Regions from separate parts of the Mus musculus genome. Here region 2 is linked to region 1. The links are chromatin contacts, called in public promoter capture Hi-C maps. All regions are on one chromosome and are shown on one strand. The core of a region is the stretch at or near the end of the contact, and the rest is flanking DNA. Distances in the headings are between cores, read along the strand shown. Region 1 has its middle 9.5 kb from the start of Gm15691. Region 2 holds the start of Alkal2 (ALK and LTK ligand 2).

The links. Promoter capture Hi-C pulls out the DNA fragments that hold promoters and counts their contacts.
Region 2: a contact with region 1 is called in a promoter capture Hi-C map of hippocampal neurons, with 6 times the contacts expected there. The contact joins the promoter of Alkal2 here to the enhancer-like site in region 1. A contact is called at or near these places in 15 of 39 promoter capture datasets (the 3T3-L1 cell line, the C10 cell line, cranial neural crest and 9 more), 2 of 15 datasets of contacts at CTCF or cohesin (large pre-B cells and pro-B cells), 39 of 484 Hi-C or Micro-C datasets (B cells, brain, cardiomyocytes and 21 more), 7 of 115 datasets of contacts at active chromatin or transcription factors (astrocytes, craniofacial prominence, embryonic forebrain and 4 more) and 1 of 9 other capture datasets (embryonic stem cells).

The regions. Positions count from the first base shown.
Region 1 is chr12:30,046,912-30,053,059 of GRCm38.p6, reverse strand. No RefSeq gene overlaps it. Among named protein-coding and RNA genes, the nearest start is that of Gm15691, 9.5 kb to the left of the region's middle. Within about 2 kb of position 2,954, at least 3 of the 459 cell types and tissues checked have an H3K27ac peak or open chromatin away from gene starts, as enhancers often do. A contact at or near this core is called in hippocampal neurons, where this site is marked.
Region 2 is chr12:30,881,949-30,888,096 of GRCm38.p6, reverse strand. It overlaps Alkal2 (ALK and LTK ligand 2), which reads right to left and starts at 3,773. Exons shown (of 5, transcript NM_001159743.2): 1 at 3,058-3,773; 2 at 998-1,051; 3 at 837-917. The coding sequence starts at 3,313.

The sequences.
Region 1 (6,148 bases), core at 1,705-4,204:
GAAACCTTACAAACTCATGGAAACTAAACAACTCTCCATTGAATGAAAAATAGGTCAGGTCAGAAATAAATTAAAGACTTTCTTGAATTGAATGAAAATGAATACACATGATATGAAACACAGTGAAGATGGCTCCAAGAGACAAGTTCATAGCACTAAATAGCTACATTAAACAACAACAACAAACAAACGGAGAGAGCTCATACTAGCAACCTAATAGCATATCTGAAAGCTCTATAACAAAATGAAATAATTATACCCAAAGGGAATAGACAGAAAGGAATATTCTAACTTGGGGCTGAAATAAATAAATGAAAACAAAGAGATCGCAAAGAGTCAATGAAGCGGAGAGCTGGTTCTTTGAAAAATAAAATCAAGGAAATCAACAAACTCTCAACCAAATAGCAGAATCAGAAATGAAAAGGGGGCATAACAACACCAAGGAAACCCAGAGACTCATAAGGGCATGCTTTAAAAATAGCTACTCTACCAAATAGGAAGTAAAAAAAACCAAGATAATTTTATAGATATGTCCTATTTGCCAAAGTTAAATTAAGATCAGACAAGCTATTTAAACAGATGCATAGCCACTAGTAAAATAAAAGCAGTCATTAAATGTATCCCAAACAAAACAAAACAACAAACCAAAACAGAACAAAAACCCAGGGTCAGATGGTTTTAGAACTGAATTCTGCCGGACGTTCAAAGAAGAGTTAATACCAATACTCCTCAAATTATCACACAAACCAGAAGCAGAAGGAACATTGCCCAATACATTTTATGAGACCACAGTTGCATTGATACCCAAGCCTTATAAAAAGCCAGTAAAGAAATACAGATGAATTTCCAGTAACATAAATTTTAAAATACTCAATTCAAGAATACATCAAGGTTTATCCACCATGATCAAGTCAGCTTCATGCTAGAGATCAATAAGTGTAATCCACTATATAAACAAACTGAAAAAAAAATACCCCACATGATTATCTCATTAGATTTTTAAAAAAGCCTTTGACAAAATCCAACAACTATTCATGATAAAAATCTTGGAGAAATTAGGGGGTCTAAGGCATATAACGAAGGCAGTTTACAGCAAGCCCATGGCCAACATCAACTTAAATGGGGAGAAACTCAAAACAAATTTCCACTAAAATCATAAACAAGACAAGACTTCACACTCTCTGAATGCCTATTTAGTATAGTATTTGAAACTTTAGCTAGAGCAATAGCACAGCTGAAGGAGTTCATGGAGATATAAATTGGAAAAAAGTCAAAGTATCATTATTTTCAGATGATTTGATATACGGAAGTGACCCTAAAATTCTACTGGGGAACTTCTCCAGCTAATAAACACATTCAACAAAGTAGCTAGAAACAAGATTGATGCACAAAAGTCGGTATACCTCCTACATACAAACGGCAAATGGTCTGAGAAAGAAACCAGGAAAACAATGCCTATCACAACTGTGCACAAATAATACAAATTCACAAATAATACAAAATACCTTGGGGTGGCTCTAACCAAGCAAGTGAGAGACTTTTATGATAAAAACTTCAAGTCTTCGAAGAAAGAAATCGAAGGAGATATCTAAAGATGGAAAGATCTTCCGTGTTCATGGACCACTGGGATTAACATAGTAAAAATGGCCATCTTACCAAAAGCAATCAACAGATTCAATGCAGTCGTCATCAGAGTTTCAACACACCTCTTCAAAGATCTGAAAGGACAATTCTCAGTTTCATATGGAAAATAAAAACAAAACAAAAAACAAAATCAAAACAAACAAATAAACAAAGCCAGGACAGCTAAAACCAATCCTGAACAATAAAAGAATTCCCAGAGGTTATCACCATTGCTAACTTCAAGTTAATATTTTTTCAAGTATTTTTATGGGACTTCTCATTTTTATAGGATCTCTCTCTCTCTCTCTCTCTCTCTCTCTGTGTGTGTGTGTGTGTGTGTGTGTGTGTGTGTGTGTGTGTTTGCATGAGCAGTCTCTGAGTTCTGTGCTTGCTCCCATGTTCTTTTCCTTCTGTCCATTTGTCTTGTCCGACTTCATCATGGTGGTTTTTTATCATATTTCATTTTATGTTGTTGTGTTTTCTTATTATCTCTTAGAAGCCTGCTATTTTCTAATGAGAGACAGAAAGAAAGTGGATCTGAATGGAAGAGGGGGTGGAGAGGAACTGGGAGGAGAAAAGGGATGGAACTATAAACTATAAACTGGTCATAGTGTATGAGAAAATAATCTATTTTTAATAACAAGGGAAAATAATTAGAAAACTACTTCATTTACAAGCTAAATTTTAAAAACTAAGATGAAAGTTCTCAACATCCCCATTGCTGTTGCCCTGGGCACAAGCCTTTAGCCTGACCTTCGGGGACACCTACATTTCAAACCATGATGCTCTCTTTACCCACTGAGATTATCCCAGTGCCTTCCCTCTGACAGGTAGCTTTTAATCCCATCGCTTACAACCCATGACAACTTGGTACCTTCTTGACTGCTCCTATCCCATGACATTTGAATAGAACTCCTAGAGCCTTCCAGGGCCAAAAGGTGAAGGACAGCGGTGAGTCTAGGGGAAAGGAACAAAGGTCAAATAGGTAGACTACATCATCCAGGATTTCTGCGAGGTGGCTTTTGCTCTGTCCATTGTCTCACAGCGCCACCTGCTGTCAGATATAGGGGAATCTCACAGTTGCTGAATTTTTTGCCATTGTATTGGCTTTGCTGGGAACATTTACTTTCTTAAATCCCAGTGAGTTGTTTTGAGACTTGCACACAGAAGCCTTTTCATTTCATCCATTTTGGTTCATTTTTTTTGGTGTTATTAGAGTTGTACAAACAAGGTTAGTTTCTTACTCATCTGTGAAACTGAAGACCGTGGTTTACAGCTGACTCTTGCGTGTGGCTGTTGCAACATCCTCTTAGCTGTGCTGATGGCTTCCCCAGAGTCACATAGCTACATGCTGAGAGTACACACCTGTTCACTCCTTCCTACTATCACCTGCCATGCACCTGCAGGGGCAGATGGGCCGAGGAATGGCAGAGATGCCCAGCGTCTGCCTCACGCTAGACTCCAAGCTCCAAAAATATCCTCGAGTGTTTCAAGCCGGAAGCTGTAAGCTCTGAGTTCCCTTCCCTCGACTCCAACACTAGTTTCACAGTATTTGGCCAGCGTGTTGTCCAAATCACAGAATGTGTTTCTCTGCTGTGCCTTCAGCAAATCTTGTGGCTCCAGGCAGGCCTACTACCCTAAAATAGGAAAAGCCTTAAATAAATGTATGACCCTCCTGCACACTATAGAGGTTCAGGAACACTGGGTATGTTTCTACGGTCCAATAAGAAGAGTGGAAATAAACTATCAAGAGCTACAGAGGAAAACCCAGCATGGAGTCAGACAGTGGTAGACTATTGAGACCGTTAGGCATGAGCAGCGTGTCGGGTTTGTTCATGAAAATGCAAGGGAATTACATGATAGCAGGAAGTGCCTCCTTTGGGGTCACCTTGAGTTTGGCTGAGAGTAAAGGAGAGACTAAAACAAGGTGGCCAAGAACCCAACACTAAAATCATCCTGGTGCTAGTTCTGTGAAACAGCCACCCCATGAGCAATGTCACCTGCATCATAACTGCCACCTGTTCCTGGGGACTACGTGTAGACCTCTGGTGCCCCGCTTGACCTGTGGGTGTTGCGAGTTGCAGTTCGTGGCGAGTGCAGTACAGGCTCTTTCTTTCCTCTCAGCCTCCTCTCCCTGGCTCAGTCATAGCAACTTGAATGCTCAGCCCGGCTAGCCTTCCATCCTAGGAAAGTTGCTCCTAACCACCACCACCACCACCTCCACCACCTCCTCCTTCTCCTCCTCCTCCTCCTCCTCCTCCTCCTCCTCCTCCTCCTCCTCCTCCTCCTCCCTGTGACAAGTTTGTCCTCCCTGTGTCCATCCCACCAGCCTGACCCATGCAGGGGCAGCAGCAGCAGTGCGCCTCGGACCCTCTGGTATGCTTCACAACAATTCATTTGTCCCCGCAGACTCAGCACACAGCACTCAGCACACAGCACTCAGCACACAGCACTCCTGGATCTCCTGTGTCCCCTTTCTATGGTCTGCTCTATCCTGCGAGACCGGGTAGAAGATTGTGCTGTGTTCTTTTCTTTTTACTAAAATGTCCCCGAGTATAAAAGTGGCAGCCACAAGCCTGGTGCCAAGGAAGTAATGGGAAGAAACAGGCTCCCTGCTCCCAAAAGCCCGAACCTGATGCAAAGGAGCTTTCTTCTCCCTGGGTGGGAAGCCCTTACCCCTTTGTCCTTACCCTCATCCCCCACAGAAACAGCACAGGATGCAGTGGGGTGCACTGGAGATGACCCCACTCACTCAATACCAACACCAATAGCCAGCACCACCTTTGCTCTAGAATTAGAGTCCAGGGTGACAATAGACTTAGCCCAGTTAGGCCAGCTGGTGTAAGTCTCCCCTTGGGAGCTAGAGGGTATCCCATATTGGAGCATAAAGGAACTAAAATAGAGGTGTAGTCTGCAAGGAGCCAGCTGTCCCCACCTGGAACACACAAGCCACAGACCCTTGGGCAGGAGAGGAACTGGGTCAGCAAACCTGAGCACAGTGGGATCCCTCAGGTTTTCAGGAGTGGGAGCCTCAAGGTCAGGGGTGCCTTAGTCCCAGAGCACCTGTTTTCCTAAGCAGTGATGCCAGGCAGCAAATGGCTGGCCCATTAATCTTGGGGTACATGGGTGATGGGAGGGTAAGGAGGTGAACACCTTCCTATTGATGACCCGGCAGAGTAGGACACATTCTTCTCAGACATCAGAAGCCCTTAGAGATTTGATTTCTGTAAGCTAATATCAGCAGCGTCAAAGGAGAACCATAGACTTACAGGGCAGAGAGGAAGCTCAGCTCAGCTGCCGGGATGGTGAGACCGTTTAGGGGCCAACAGCTGCAATGGTCTCAAGATACTGCAGAAGGCTCATCTGGTGACATGTGATGACCACCCTTTCCTAGGTGGAAAACTGAGGTCAAGAGCCAGCAGCAGTTCCACTAGGCAAGCTCAGAGCAGCCTCAAAATTGGCAATCCCTCACCTGAGAAAGCCCAGCATGGCACATTGTTGAGCTGGCTGGGACTAAGCAGCCATCCGTGAGGAAGGAGCACCCTGCTGCACTGGCAGCTCCAACCAACAACACATTTTAGACACTGGGAAAACAGTGTCTGCTGTGACTTAGCTCTGGAAAATTATCCCTATACCCAGCTTGCTCTATCATTTTCTGAGACGCCACTTACACCCTAGATGTTAGATGTTACTGCGAGACAGTATTCTTTAAATATGGGGGGGGGGCTTAATTTAGAGAAAGAACATTCTTTAACTGTCCTTACAGTGACGAATTTATCAAAAATAAAGTCTCTATTCAAATAATTGTAGATTTTAATTCACCACAGCTGGATATATCTGATAGTATTTAAGTAAAGCTTCCCTTTGTGAAGGTATTTGGAAGGAGAAAAGTCACACTTTCTTCTGGGATGACAAGGAAAGTCTTTGTGCATTCTGTGTCTCTAGGGGTAACTGTTTCAACTGATGGCGTTGGTGTTCCTTCTGCAAATGTCAGGGAAAACAATTTAGGTGAGCCCTGGGTCCACTTAGGTGCCACCTGAGCAGATGTGGAAACAGGCTATATCACCTCTCCTCTGACTCAGTTTACTGTAAACCATGAGTGCCCTGCCCTTAACGCATAAGCACATCAAAAGAAAATTTGAGACACTGCCAGATGCCTACATGACTTTAACAAACTGGATAGCACTTCAAGTGGAAGGAAGGGTCCCTTACACAGTGATAACCATAAAGACTTCCTAGTTCTGAGCTCAACCCTCGGCCAGCTTCAAAAAGAATCTGCTTTGTGGAGGAATCGTGTGGCCATGTGAGTTCAAAGGTAGATCTGAAGTGGTGTGGAAAGCCAACAGTGGTCACAAGGCAGAGCACGCATATGCTAGTCTGATTCTTTTTTTCTTTCAAAGAGAGTCCCCTTGGAACTGGCTGCTGAAGCCGATTCAGTTTGTTCCTCAAGGTCACTAAAAAGGATGAAGATGCTGCGGGCCTTACAGGCTCCCTCACCATCAATCACTACATCCACAAGTCACCA
Region 2 (6,148 bases), core at 2,524-5,023, 830 kb before region 1:
GCTCTGCTGCCTAAACAGAAAAAAGAAAATTACTACTTCATGTAACCGGTATATTTGTGGCAAGCAAAAAGGCCACTTCAGTCTGCTGACTGGGTTCGGTCCTCTGTCACCTCTGCCAGCGAGATCCTGGTGTGTCTGCATGGCTTTTCTTCTTTCAGTTTTAAATCAAGCAAAGATCATCATCCCATTTAAAAGAATGGCTTTATGAAGAGTGTAAGGAACCATTTCGGGGGAGTGAACTATATTACAGTAGATAAATAGATGAAGCTTGTTGAAAATGAAAAGAAATTTTAAAGGAAAGAAAGACATATGAGAAACGGGGCCAATGTATGAGCCCCATGTCACTGGGCTGAAGAATTACAGCCAAAAGAAAAGCTTTGGAATAGCAAATAAAATCCTTGGGTGCTGAGGGCTTTATTATTGATGGGATGAAAACCACACTAGTCAGAGCCATGGAGATGGTCAGAATAGTTTGATCAAAGAACCTCAGGCCAACCAGGCTGGTTACTTCAACACTCTGACCACCAGCAGACACCCAAGCAACTCACACCTGACTTGTGTGATGTTCAGCTGAATAGAATATGGACTTTGTGCCAGAGTTCATAAACAAATGAGGATGTGAATGGAAGGGGTCAACCCACTGCAAGAGCTGATTACATCCAATGGGTTATCATCAGTGGCACTGGTTGCTGGACAGTTTAAGCCATCTGCTCCAATGTCTGGGCATCCTGTCCCAACCCAGTCAGGTGGAGACACTCAGGCCCCCACGCCTGACACAGAGCAGACCCACTGCGTTGAGGAAAGAGTGGAGTTTTGTCTACTGGGTGCTCACTTACATGCGGGGATGGTGCAGTCTCTCGTGTTGTGGTAAAGTCTGTGAAAGTGCTTGCTGCACTTCGGACTGAAATAAAGAGGACCTGGAACACAGAGGAAGAAAGTCACAAAGACTCAGGGCACAAAGGAGCAGGGAGGGCAGAGGACTGAAGGGGACACACACCTGTGAGATGTTTCAGAAACTTGTCCTTCATCCTTAGATCTCGAGGAACAATCTCTACGAGGGGTGAGAAATCGTATTACTTGAACAGAGAACCTATGAAGTGTGGTCATAAAGTGAGTGTGGAGGAAATTCTGAGAATTGCATTATCCATACTACAATGCACTGGATAAAACAGGAGAACACTTGGTAGTTACACAAAATACAGTGTGGACACTTAGGTCGGGACATGATTTTTCTTCTCAAGCAGCGTTAACTACTCTTAAAGCTCCAAATATTACCAGTCTATTCTCTCTCGGAGGCCATAAAGTTGCAGGATGACAAAAACAATTTTCTCTTTTTGGTTATGTTCCAGTGGATCAATCACTTGTAAACGCTTTAATCGGAAGAACTTTGGAATCAAATTCAACAGCATTTAAAAGTTCAAGAAATAAAACTGAACCTTCAACTCCCCAAATGTGTCACTGAACAATATACATTGTAGGTAATGTTTTAAGGATCAAATTTCTTTAGGGCTTTCTGATAGGCTGGTGGGAACAGATGGGAATATACATCGCCTTGGTTTATAAGGCAAAGGAGGGGACCTAAAGAAAGGTTTTCACACATCATTTCATAGTCATGCTTTTAGTGGGCACCTGGTCTCCAGCATTGGTTCCCTGATTTCTTTTTCTGAGTTTAGATATTGTTTTTGCTTCATTTCTCAGCCTCTTCAATCATTTCTATGTCTCTGACCCACATGAGGCAAGTAGATTCTCTGTGATTGTGTAATGTCACATTTCATTTTACCAGAAATATTGTTCTCCGCTTTCCCAATAGCTGAAGAGAGACACTGGCATCGAGTCTTCCACGAGGGACATGGAGACTACTCCCCAAGGCCTTTCTTCGTGCACTCCTTATTTGAGTCAGTTTACACAAAAGTGACCCTATCATATTTGACCTAATTGTGTCATGAAAGCATTAAAAGCTTGTATGCTTCCCTGAGAAATTCCCACGGGCCACTCCGGGAAGGGCTCCATCAGGGAAGCGCTGGCCATTTCTGCCTCTGCTGGAAATGGTGGACTGGGAAGCCTCCCCTGCAAAGAGCAGAGTGTCCTGAACTGTGCACTAGCACATCTTGGAAGTGGATTAGGATTGCTATCTGAGAGGCTCACACACAGTTTCTTGTTCCTGCCAGTTTTTTTCTTGAGAAACAAGCAAAAAACAAAACAAAATGAACTCTCTCTCTCTCTCTCTCTCTCTCTCTCTCTCTCTCTCTCTCTCTCTCACACACACACACACACACACACACACACACACACACACAAACCCTGTTAAAATTTAAAGTTGATTTATCTTTAAACCTGTGTTTCTGAGAAGCAGTTCTTAAAAATATTAATATGTCTTTCAGACACGGAAGTTAGCCCTTCCATCCATATTGTCAAGACCCACTTTTGCTCCTCAGTACACAGTGTGGCTAGAACTCTTTTGGGGCCCACAGTGACAGGACCCCACTCACTCTTCAGGTCATATTGCTGGGCAATCAAACATCCTTGGTTTCTCAGGTCCATATGTCAAGACTCAGTCTCATCAATTCTGTTTACGTGTTCAGGACCCCACCCCTTCCAGTCCTCGTGGTCCAAAGCCTTGGCCCTCATTCACTCTCTACCTTGTAGGTTGGCACTGTTGGACACCCACCAATTACCAACTCTCTCCCCCTCAGATCTACACTGTTGGGATACTCACTTTCTGTTCCTCATAGTCTACACTGCCCGGATCCTCATCCACTTTCCACTGGTCCATTCTTGCCACAGCTCAATTTTATTAACTTTCTGTACTTTGTGGTCTACACTGCTGCGGGACACTCCTCCACTCTGTTCCTCAGATACACACTGCTACGGCTCCCTCTTCTACACTCTGACCCCACAGTCTACGCTGCCAGATACTCACCTCTTGAGACTTTCTGCCTTTCAAAATCTACGCTGCCAGAACCCCCCGCCCCTTACTCTCTTTCATATTATGGTCTACACTGCTGGATTCTCACCCACTCTAAGCCCTCCACCAGTTCTACACCGAGGAACACTCACCCACTCTCTGCTCCTCTTGGTCTGCCCCATAATCCGTGGCCTCTCTGCGGCCCAGGGCAAAGTCGGACTCGCCAAGGAGCTGCAACCTCTTGGAGTCTCCTATGTGGAATTTCTTCAGCTCCTGGACCAGCTCAACTAGCAACCTCAGCAGCGTTTGCCGGTCTGCAGGCCCCCTGGACTGCGCTCGTCCCCGGTCCCCCACCGTGCTCAGCAGTAGCAGCAGCGCAAGGAGCATCGGGCGCCCGGACACGCGCATGGCCCTGGTGGCCTGTGTCGCGGGTCTTGGGACCCGCCGCCCCAGCAGCCGGCGCCCAAGTTTCCCGCACGCGGAGTCCAGGCGCAGCCTGAGCCCGCCGCACAACTTTCTTTCACAGCGGGGACGGCGCGCGGGGTCTTTGGACACCTCTTTGAGATGCGAGGCCACAGGTGACGCCCCGGGGGCTGCCGAGGTCCGGAGCCGCGGAGCAGATGGGCAGCCCTGGACTTGAGAGGTCCGGGCACCTGCCAGCGGTGGGCCCCGCACTGCCCTCGGGCACCTGCGCCCACGCCGTGGATCCCGCGTCGTCCTCGGGCACCTGATCACCAGAGGTCCCGCGTCTGCCGCGCTCCTCGGTCCCCCAGTCCCGACACTACTTGATGAGCTCCAGCCCCACTTGTCCAGCGCAGGGACACAGGACGCGCAGCTCCTACGGGGACAGCGCTCACCCTGCTGCTCCGAGTCCCGCTGTCCTCGGGCGCTTCTTATTCCCGCGGCCGCCGACGTCAGGCGGGTCCCCCGGGTTCCGAGCGCCGCTTTAATTAGAACCACGGAGCGCCGCTCTGGGGCGCGGATATTCGTCAGGCCCCTCCGCCTCTCGCTCTCTCATCCCCTCCCCTGTCCCCTCCAGGCCCAGTCTTCAGTCTCCGCCCCTCCCTCACGTCTCCACCCGCGTCTGGTCTCCCCCTCTCTTGTCCTTCCTCTGCCTCTCCTGTCTCCCTCTCCCGCAGTCTGTTTCCCTCCGTTCCTGTCACAAGTGACAGGATGAGCAGAAACGCCTTTACCGGGAACTGGGATCTGTTTTTGTCTAAATGTAGATCTTGGGCTATTTAAAAGGAGCTGCTTGATTGCCTCAACATTGAGTGTCATCTAGAGTCTGGACTTTCTGAAGAAGGGTTCTGCTGAATACAGGCAGGTTTCTGGTTCTGAAGAGGATGATGGGAGCAGGAGCGCCCTGCAGAAAGCCCCTCACTTGGAGGGACCCAAGCAGCCTACGAAGGTTCTTAGAGCAGTGACACTGCTGTACCACGCTGGACCCGGGGCCTGGTTGGCTCCAGAGCTCTTGCCACTCAAAGCTGCATCTTTAAGAAAGTTTGATCTTTTGGAAATAGCCAGGCACATTTGCAAGGGCTCAGCAATTTACTTGCCTGATTTTTTTTTTTTCCCTCTTGTGATAAGTATTACCAACTGCACAGTTTCCCATTTCATTGGTGCTTTCTGGGCAGGAGCTGGAAGTCCTCCAAGTCGGCGATCACATCGGGGAAAGGTGTTCTTAGTACAGCATCGGAAAGGGAGAAGGCAAGCATTAAAAGCCTTGATCTTTAACCCGCAGTTGCTCAGGCTGCTGCGAAGATGCAGTGCCTTACAGGTGCGCACCTGCACTGGCCAAGGGTGAGCAAGGGATCACTGTGTGCCAGCCCCTGCTCTGCACGGTTCTTGACTTCTAACTCCATTTCCCCTCTCCACCACCTTCTCCCTCCTTTCACTGGTTTTCTTTCCCTAGCAGATCAAGTGCCTGGTAGAGTGGGACCACGAGCTATGGGAGACCCTAACAATTTGATTTTCAAATTTGGGTTTTTTGTTTGTTTGTTTGTTTTAGCTTTAGTTTAGGGCTCCCCCCCCCAGTTTATTTAGTTTTGTTGCATGCAATATAGTTGAAAGACATAGGATCCTGATGAAATGCATTGCAAGACGAAGGAAGATTTCCTGAGAAACAGATCTCAAGCAGATAAGATGGGATACTTCTCCTTCCCTCCTTTTCTCTATCCCTGTAAGAAGGGACGTGAAGTTCTTCTGGCAATAGGGAGTCCAACTGTCCATCTGCTTTCTCCTTTAGCAGGTCAGCATCCACCATACTCTGGTATCTGCACATCTATGCACCACTAATCACCGTGCAATGGTGACTTGGAGAGTTTCTAGGTTATTGTGATCATATTTTGCTTAATCCCAAACTGTTTTAGATTTACCTAGACCTGTTTAAAACAGCGCTTCACAGAATCAAAAGCTTCAAGTTTGAAGATGAAATAAGACAAATAACAGCAATGGAACGGAACCCACCCCTTCACATTCTACCAGCACAGCAAGTGCTAGTGATGAAATGATCCCTCTGTGGTCTTTCTGGTTGTCAGTGAGACAAAAAGAGTCCTTGTGGGACTCCTCTCCATCACCCAATTGTATTGTGCTTAACTCAGTGCACTACAGAGATAGTTATGTGCACAAACAATAGAGGAAATGTGTGTCTGGTTGGTTTTTGGACATGAAATCTGACAATCAAAGATCAGACAATTTACGTGTCTGTTTAATCTTGCAAAGTTGTATGGTCAAAAGACTCCAAGCATTCCTCATTTCATATAATATAAACATTTCCAGACTTTAAATACTTGTTTGAAGGGACGTATTCACTATTTGTGCATATTCAGCTTTTATATGATGTCAAGATGAATTCTGTGGAGTTCTCTGCTTACCAGAATGGTGGGTCTTTTTTGGTAGCAAAGGCTGATTTCAAGACCATACATGCAAGTTCACAAGGATTTTTGAATATAGATTGGAATATTACTCGGTCACCCCAGTTCTCTTTACATAAAGTCAGCCTATATGATTATTGGACATTGTTCCTAATCTAAAACTATACAATTTTACAGTATCACCAATAACAACAAACAAATTCCTACAAAAAGTTTAAGGTAATTCTCTTGAAGTCATTTCTATTAGTTTAGCATCTATATGGGGGGAAGGAAAAGTTATTAAATTTATATACTCCTTTTTTTACTAAATGAGCAACTGTCTATTGCCAAGGATTTCATGAGCTAAAAAGAGAAAAATAGGAAGAAACTA